Regions from separate parts of the Urocitellus parryii genome. Here region 1 is linked to region 2. The links are chromatin contacts, called in public Hi-C maps. All regions are on one chromosome and are shown on one strand. The core of a region is the stretch at or near the end of the contact, and the rest is flanking DNA. Distances in the headings are between cores, read along the strand shown. Region 1 holds the start of Tex264 (testis expressed 264, ER-phagy receptor). Region 2 holds the start of Rbm15b (RNA binding motif protein 15B).

Evidence for each region. Hi-C and Micro-C count contacts between places; a contact is called where the count stands out from the background.
Region 1: a Hi-C map of liver shows a contact between it and region 2, with 4 times the contacts expected there. The contact joins the promoter of Tex264 here to the promoter of Rbm15b in region 2. A contact is called at or near these places in 2 of 2 Hi-C or Micro-C datasets (liver and muscle).

What each region holds. Positions count from the first base shown.
Region 1 is chr2:94,245,065-94,247,764 of mUroPar1.hap1, forward strand. Tex264 (testis expressed 264, ER-phagy receptor) reads left to right here and starts at 1,406. Exons shown (of 6, transcript XM_026383843.2): 1 at 1,406-1,514; 2 at 2,505-2,571.
Region 2 is chr2:94,016,721-94,019,557 of mUroPar1.hap1, forward strand. It overlaps Rbm15b (RNA binding motif protein 15B), which reads left to right and starts at 1,568. Exons shown (of 1, transcript XM_026383766.2): 1 at 1,568-2,837. The coding sequence starts at 1,705.

The DNA of each region.
Region 1 (2,700 bases), core at 156-2,655, 230 kb after region 2:
GCTCATCAACTTCTGAGAAGTAGAATTGATGGGCAAACCCTTTATGCAGATACTGTCTCTGAGCCAGTGCCATACTCCTCTTTGTGTCACAGAAAATGCTTCCAAATGTATACCTAATAGTCATGTGCTTGATTTTCATCATTAGAACCTGCTGGCCTGGCCCTGAGTTAGGGGACCAGCTGCCCATTCTGCCAGTCTCCCCAGGGTATGGGGACAGACTTAGCCCTGTGGTAAGATTTAGTCCCCTCTGCCTGTAGAAAGAAGAAATGTGAAGCAGACAGAGAGGGGGGGAAAGTCAGGATTTTGACTACCTTTGTGGGACCAGCCTGCCCTTTGCTCGTGTTGTAGTGGGATTCACAAGATACACTGCACACATGGCGTTTGACTTTTTCTACAGCCACCTTCATTGTGTTCCCTTTAGAGTGATCCCCCTCCCAAACAGCAGTCCTCATCAGAAGGACCAAGATTGTCCTTGGCCCAGCCTGTCTTGTTTATAAGCAGGCTTATGAGGGTAGTTGTCTCCTTCCCCACCTCCTTCACTGTAAACCTAGGCTTCTCAGGCTACCAGGGCTTTATCTTGGGCACCTAGCATAGTGCTTTGTGGTTCTGAGATAGAAGCTGAAGATTGAACCTGTCCTCAAGGAATTCGAAGTAGGTTAGGCTAAACCAGGTCAGAGTAGCCTTCCCAAGCCACATCCAGGGTACTGGAGGAGACTAAGGGAGGAATTCCCCCTGGAACTAGCTCCAAGAAGATGGGGATTTGGTTTTGTTTACTCAGTATCCCCAGCCCCTAGAACTGTCTGGCAGGAAGTGGTACTTGATAAATGTTGGATGGGAGAATGATTATTCCTGTGCCCACTGAAGGAAAGTTAGTGGGGGGTGAGTGGAAGCCAGAAGCAGATATTTATGTTGTTGAGAGGTTGGATCCACCAGTTTCTCCCCTGAGCCCAGAATGGGATTGAGCTTCTATAGCTTTAAAACGGAAGCAAGTGGCCTTGTGTTGCTTGGTTCCCAAGCATGTTATGAAACCTCAATTAGATAAACTGGCCAGAGTTAAGGGTTGTACCAATGCTAGAAGTTGACATTGCTGTGTCGCACCTTCCGAACCTGTACAAACAGTTTTCTACAGTCCCCGGACCCCCGCCTGACCCTTTATTGCGGGCCACCAGGCTGACTTCCCCCGCGTCTGGAGGTGGGCTGTCGCTGTAGAGCTTCCGCCAACCCAGATACCCTGGGGTGTTGTTCAGTCAACCCTCTGCAGCCCGTTTGCTTGCTGGAGGGGGGAAGGTACACTGTGGGCTCCACCCCAGCCAAGTCCCTGGGATTGGCGCGCGCGCGTTGCTACGGAGACGGGGCGGGGCCGCCCCCTGGGTCCCGAGCGCACGCGCCCACGGCCACGGCCACGTCCCGCCGCGAGAGGGGGCGGAGCGAGCGTGAGCGGCGGGCGCGCGCAGGCTCCGCGACCGATCCCCAAGCTGCCTGTGTAGGGCGGCGTCCGTGGGATGGCTGCTGAGGTGAGGGCCGGGCCAGAGAGGCGTCCCCGCCGGGGCGTGGGCCTGGGGCCACGGTCCTCCCAGGCGTGACCTCAGGGCTCCCCGCGACCCTTTCGTGGCCCCCTGCGACCTAGGCCACCCTTTGCATATCGTCTTGTCCACAGCTGGCCCCGGTCAGGTCCGAGGCCCTGAATGCGACTTTGGGCCAGCCCTTCCCACCTTAGGTCACCCACTACCTCAGTCGCGGGTACGGGGCTTGTCTAGGGGCAGTGGAGCTGGGGAAGAAACGGAGGCATGAGTCACCTTTTAAGTCCATCTAATTCACGAGGCCGCGCCTCGCCGCCCCGCTGCAAACTTTAGCGTCCCTTAAGTTGCAGAGGTGCGTGGAGCTACAAGAGCCGTGAGCGGAGAGAAAGAGGCTAGACATATAGTCAAGGCTTCCGGCCAGCAAGGGCTGGAAGCCGAGAGCGAGAGGCGGCGCCCTCTAGAGCGCGCGGGCCCCTCAGAGCCGCTGTCTTGCCTCTTAGTTCTAGAGCCAAAGTTTTGCCAGCGCGGGGCCCTTTAAGGCCGGTCGTCCAAGGACCGGCCCTCCTCCAAGGCGCATGTGAGCGGCCTCAGGAAGCTCGCGCCGGCCGCCAGCCCCCATACTCACCCAGCCCCCATGCACACCCGCTTGAGTGGTTAGGCGTCTGAATCTGGGGCCTCTGATCCGAGGGTAAACTGAGGCCAGAGAAAGGACACATCCTTCCCAAGGTTAGTGGCAGGGCTGTTTGGGCACCAAGTGTGGTGGCTGGAACCCACCAGGAAGAGGGGTATGAGGAAGGCTCTAGAGAAGATCCAGACGTTGTGAGGGTGGGTTTGGCTTCTGATTTCCCCGAGGTTTTGAGTATGGGGTGGTGGGTGCTTGCAGAGGACCTGGTGGGCTTTCCTTGGGAAGGGGTTAGTCAGGGCGTGGAGCCCTGCCCAGTGGTTATTTCCTGGGCTGGAGTGACTCTTCCTTTCTGCCCCCAGCACTGGAGCACTTGGCCCCTGCTGCGCTGGATACTATGAGTTGCTAAAAGTGAACCTGGCTTTTCAGGTGAGCCTCCCCAGCCCTTCTTCCCTTTATCTTTTGTGTAAGGGGGAAATTAACATTTCCCTTCTTCCTTTCTACGTGCTTTAAAGCTCTGCTCCCACACCCTGCAGGAACATTTACCCCCTTTCTGAG
Region 2 (2,837 bases), core at 318-2,817:
CCTACCAGATGATGCTTTCCAGTTTGCAAAGAGTCTTGGGGTATATCCCATTCTGTCCCTCAGCCCACCAGTGCTGAAAATACCAGGGCAGGTCACACAGGCTGAAACCAGCTGATGTGAGTGGGTTTTGGAGGACTGGAGGGTTATCAGGCACCTCAGCCTGATGTTGGCGATTTGACACCCCCAACTCCTGTCAGTAGGGAGAGGCTAGAAGCTGCACAGTTCCTAAGTACAGAAGTTGAGTCTAAAGTACTTGGGAGGACTCCGTACAAGCAGAATAGGGTGCATGGAGTGTGGTTTTTCACAGTGATACCCATGTATTCAGTATTGGCATTTCTAAAACTTCAGCTCTTTGACCTCTTATTTGCTCATCAAGATTTGTGATCTAGGTCTAATGTTAGTACTACCCTCTGACACCTACTTGGAGTTTTGCTGCACTGGTTTATACAAATAAGCCATGAAAGAGCTGCTTTTTGCCTTTGTGTACCCTAGATAACAGTGGAGGTCCTTAGGGCTTATGGGGCTTATGGAATTCTAGTGTCTAGCTGCTCTCTGGCTATCAACAAGAATTGTGGCTCAGTTGAGACACTTGCTCTTCCCACCCACAGAAACCACCTGAAAAGACCTTTCCTCAGCTGGTCTTTACCCTCAGATCACTTCATCTGTGTGTTTGCTAAGTTTTCTGTTGCTAAAGGGCCTTCTTAACAGCTTGCCCATGGAGTTCACTGCTGTCTCTTCCAAGACCTTTCCTATTGTATCTGCTGAAATGCTTTCCGATTATAGGAGGAAAGAGCTGGGTGTGCTCTTCCTCATCCTACAGGTCTGCAATGGTTCCACCAACTATCCTTGGAGCACCCTGGCCCACCCCACCCCTCCCCTCCCGGGGGTGAACAAAGTTCTGGCCACTGAGATCAGCATGGCAAGCAATGGTTAACTACTGGCATCATCAACTTCTGGCTTCCTTTGCCCCTGGCGCCACAGCCCTGCCTTTCCAACTTGGATGCCCACAGCAGAAGGTTGGACCTAGTGGCACAAAGGAGCCTAGTCTGACTAAACTGCAGGTGCGTTATCTCTGCCTGAACCAGGCCCAGCCAGGTCTCACTGCGTTCATAGCCACGATTCTCAAGGCCTTTCCAGGACTACTACCTGAATGCAGAGAATGCTGGAGATGTGGGTTTTGGACAGGGATCAGGGATGTCAACTCTGGGCCCCAGTCAGAAGACAACATGGCAGGGGGTAGAAAAAATATACATAAAAAACCCGCTGGGTCAAGATCCCGGATTTTGACACCCATGGACAATCAGCACTGGTTCCAGCACCGGTAGAAGTTAGCCAGACTCCGGAGCACCTAAACTAGACTGAAAGCACGAGGCTCAGTCCACTGGGGCCGCGCGGTGGCGCCAAGGCGCGCTGTCCGACCCACTCCTTTCCTCGCAGCGAGATCACGTGGCACAAGGCGGCGCAACCCGATGACGTACGCCCAGAGTAGCCCTCTCCCCGCCCACAGAAGTCACGTGGTAAGTCCGGCGCAGCCTGACTACGCAACGCCCAGCCCCTCGGCGCCGCTCCCGCCCCGCCCCGCCGCCACTGCCGCGCCGAGTCCTTTTGTCCAAGATGGCGGCGCCGGGGGCGCTGCCTCCTGGGCCGCGGCTGCCGCCGCCACTGTGAAAGGCCTACGGGCCGCCCGCCCGCCGCGCCGGCGCCATGAAGCGGCAGAGCGAGCGAGACTCGAGCCCGAGCGGGCGTGGCTCGTCATCGTCGGCAAAGCGGCCGCGGGAGCGCGAACGGGAGGCGGAGGCGGGCGGGCGGCGAGCGGCGCACAAGGCCTCCGGCGGCGGCACCAAGCACCCTGTTCCAGTGCGAGCCCGCGACAAACCCCGCGGTAGCGGCGGCGGCGGAGGAGGAGGGCATCGCGACGGTCGGGGCGCCGGCGACGCTAATCACCGTGCGAGCAGCGGGCGCTCCTCAAGCTCTGGCGCCGGCGGTGGGGGACGCGGCGGCAAGGCCTCGGGGGACCCGGGCGCCTCGGGCGCGTCGCCCCGCGCGTCTCCACTGCCGCCGCCCCCACCACCTCCCGGGGCTGAACCTGCGGGTCCCGGCTCTACGGCCGCACCGGAATACAAGACGCTGCTCATCAGCAGCCTGAGTCCCGCGCTGCCTGCCGAGCACCTGGAGGACCGGCTCTTCCACCAGTTCAAGCGCTTTGGCGAGATCAGCCTACGCCTGTCGCACACTCCAGAGCTGGGCCGCGTGGCCTACGTGAACTTCCGGCACCCGCAGGACGCGCGCGAGGCCCGCCAGCACGCCCTGGCCCGCCAGCTGCTGCTGTACGACCGCCCGCTCAAGGTAGAGCCGGTGTACCTGCGCGGGGGTGGGGGCGGCGGCGGTGGCGGGAGCAGCCGGCGAAGCAGCAGCAGCAGCGCCGCTGCCTCCACGCCACCCCCTGGGCCGCCAGCGCCCGCCGACCCGCTCGGCTACTTGCCGCTCCATGGAGGCTATCAATACAAACAGCGCTCACTGTCCCCGGTAGCCGCCCCACCCCTGCGGGAACCCCGTGCCCGCCACGCTGCTGCAGCCTTCGCCCTGGATGCTGCCGCCGCAGCTGCTGTGGGTCTATCCCGGGAGCGGGCCTTGGACTACTACGGATTGTATGATGACCGCGGGCGCCCCTACGGCTACCCAGCAGTGTGTGAGGAGGACCTGATGCCTGAGGACGACCAGCGGGCCACTAGAAATCTCTTTATCGGGAACCTGGACCACAGCGTGTCTGAGGTGGAGCTGCGACGGGCCTTTGAGAAGTATGGCATTATTGAGGAGGTGGTCATCAAAAGGCCTGC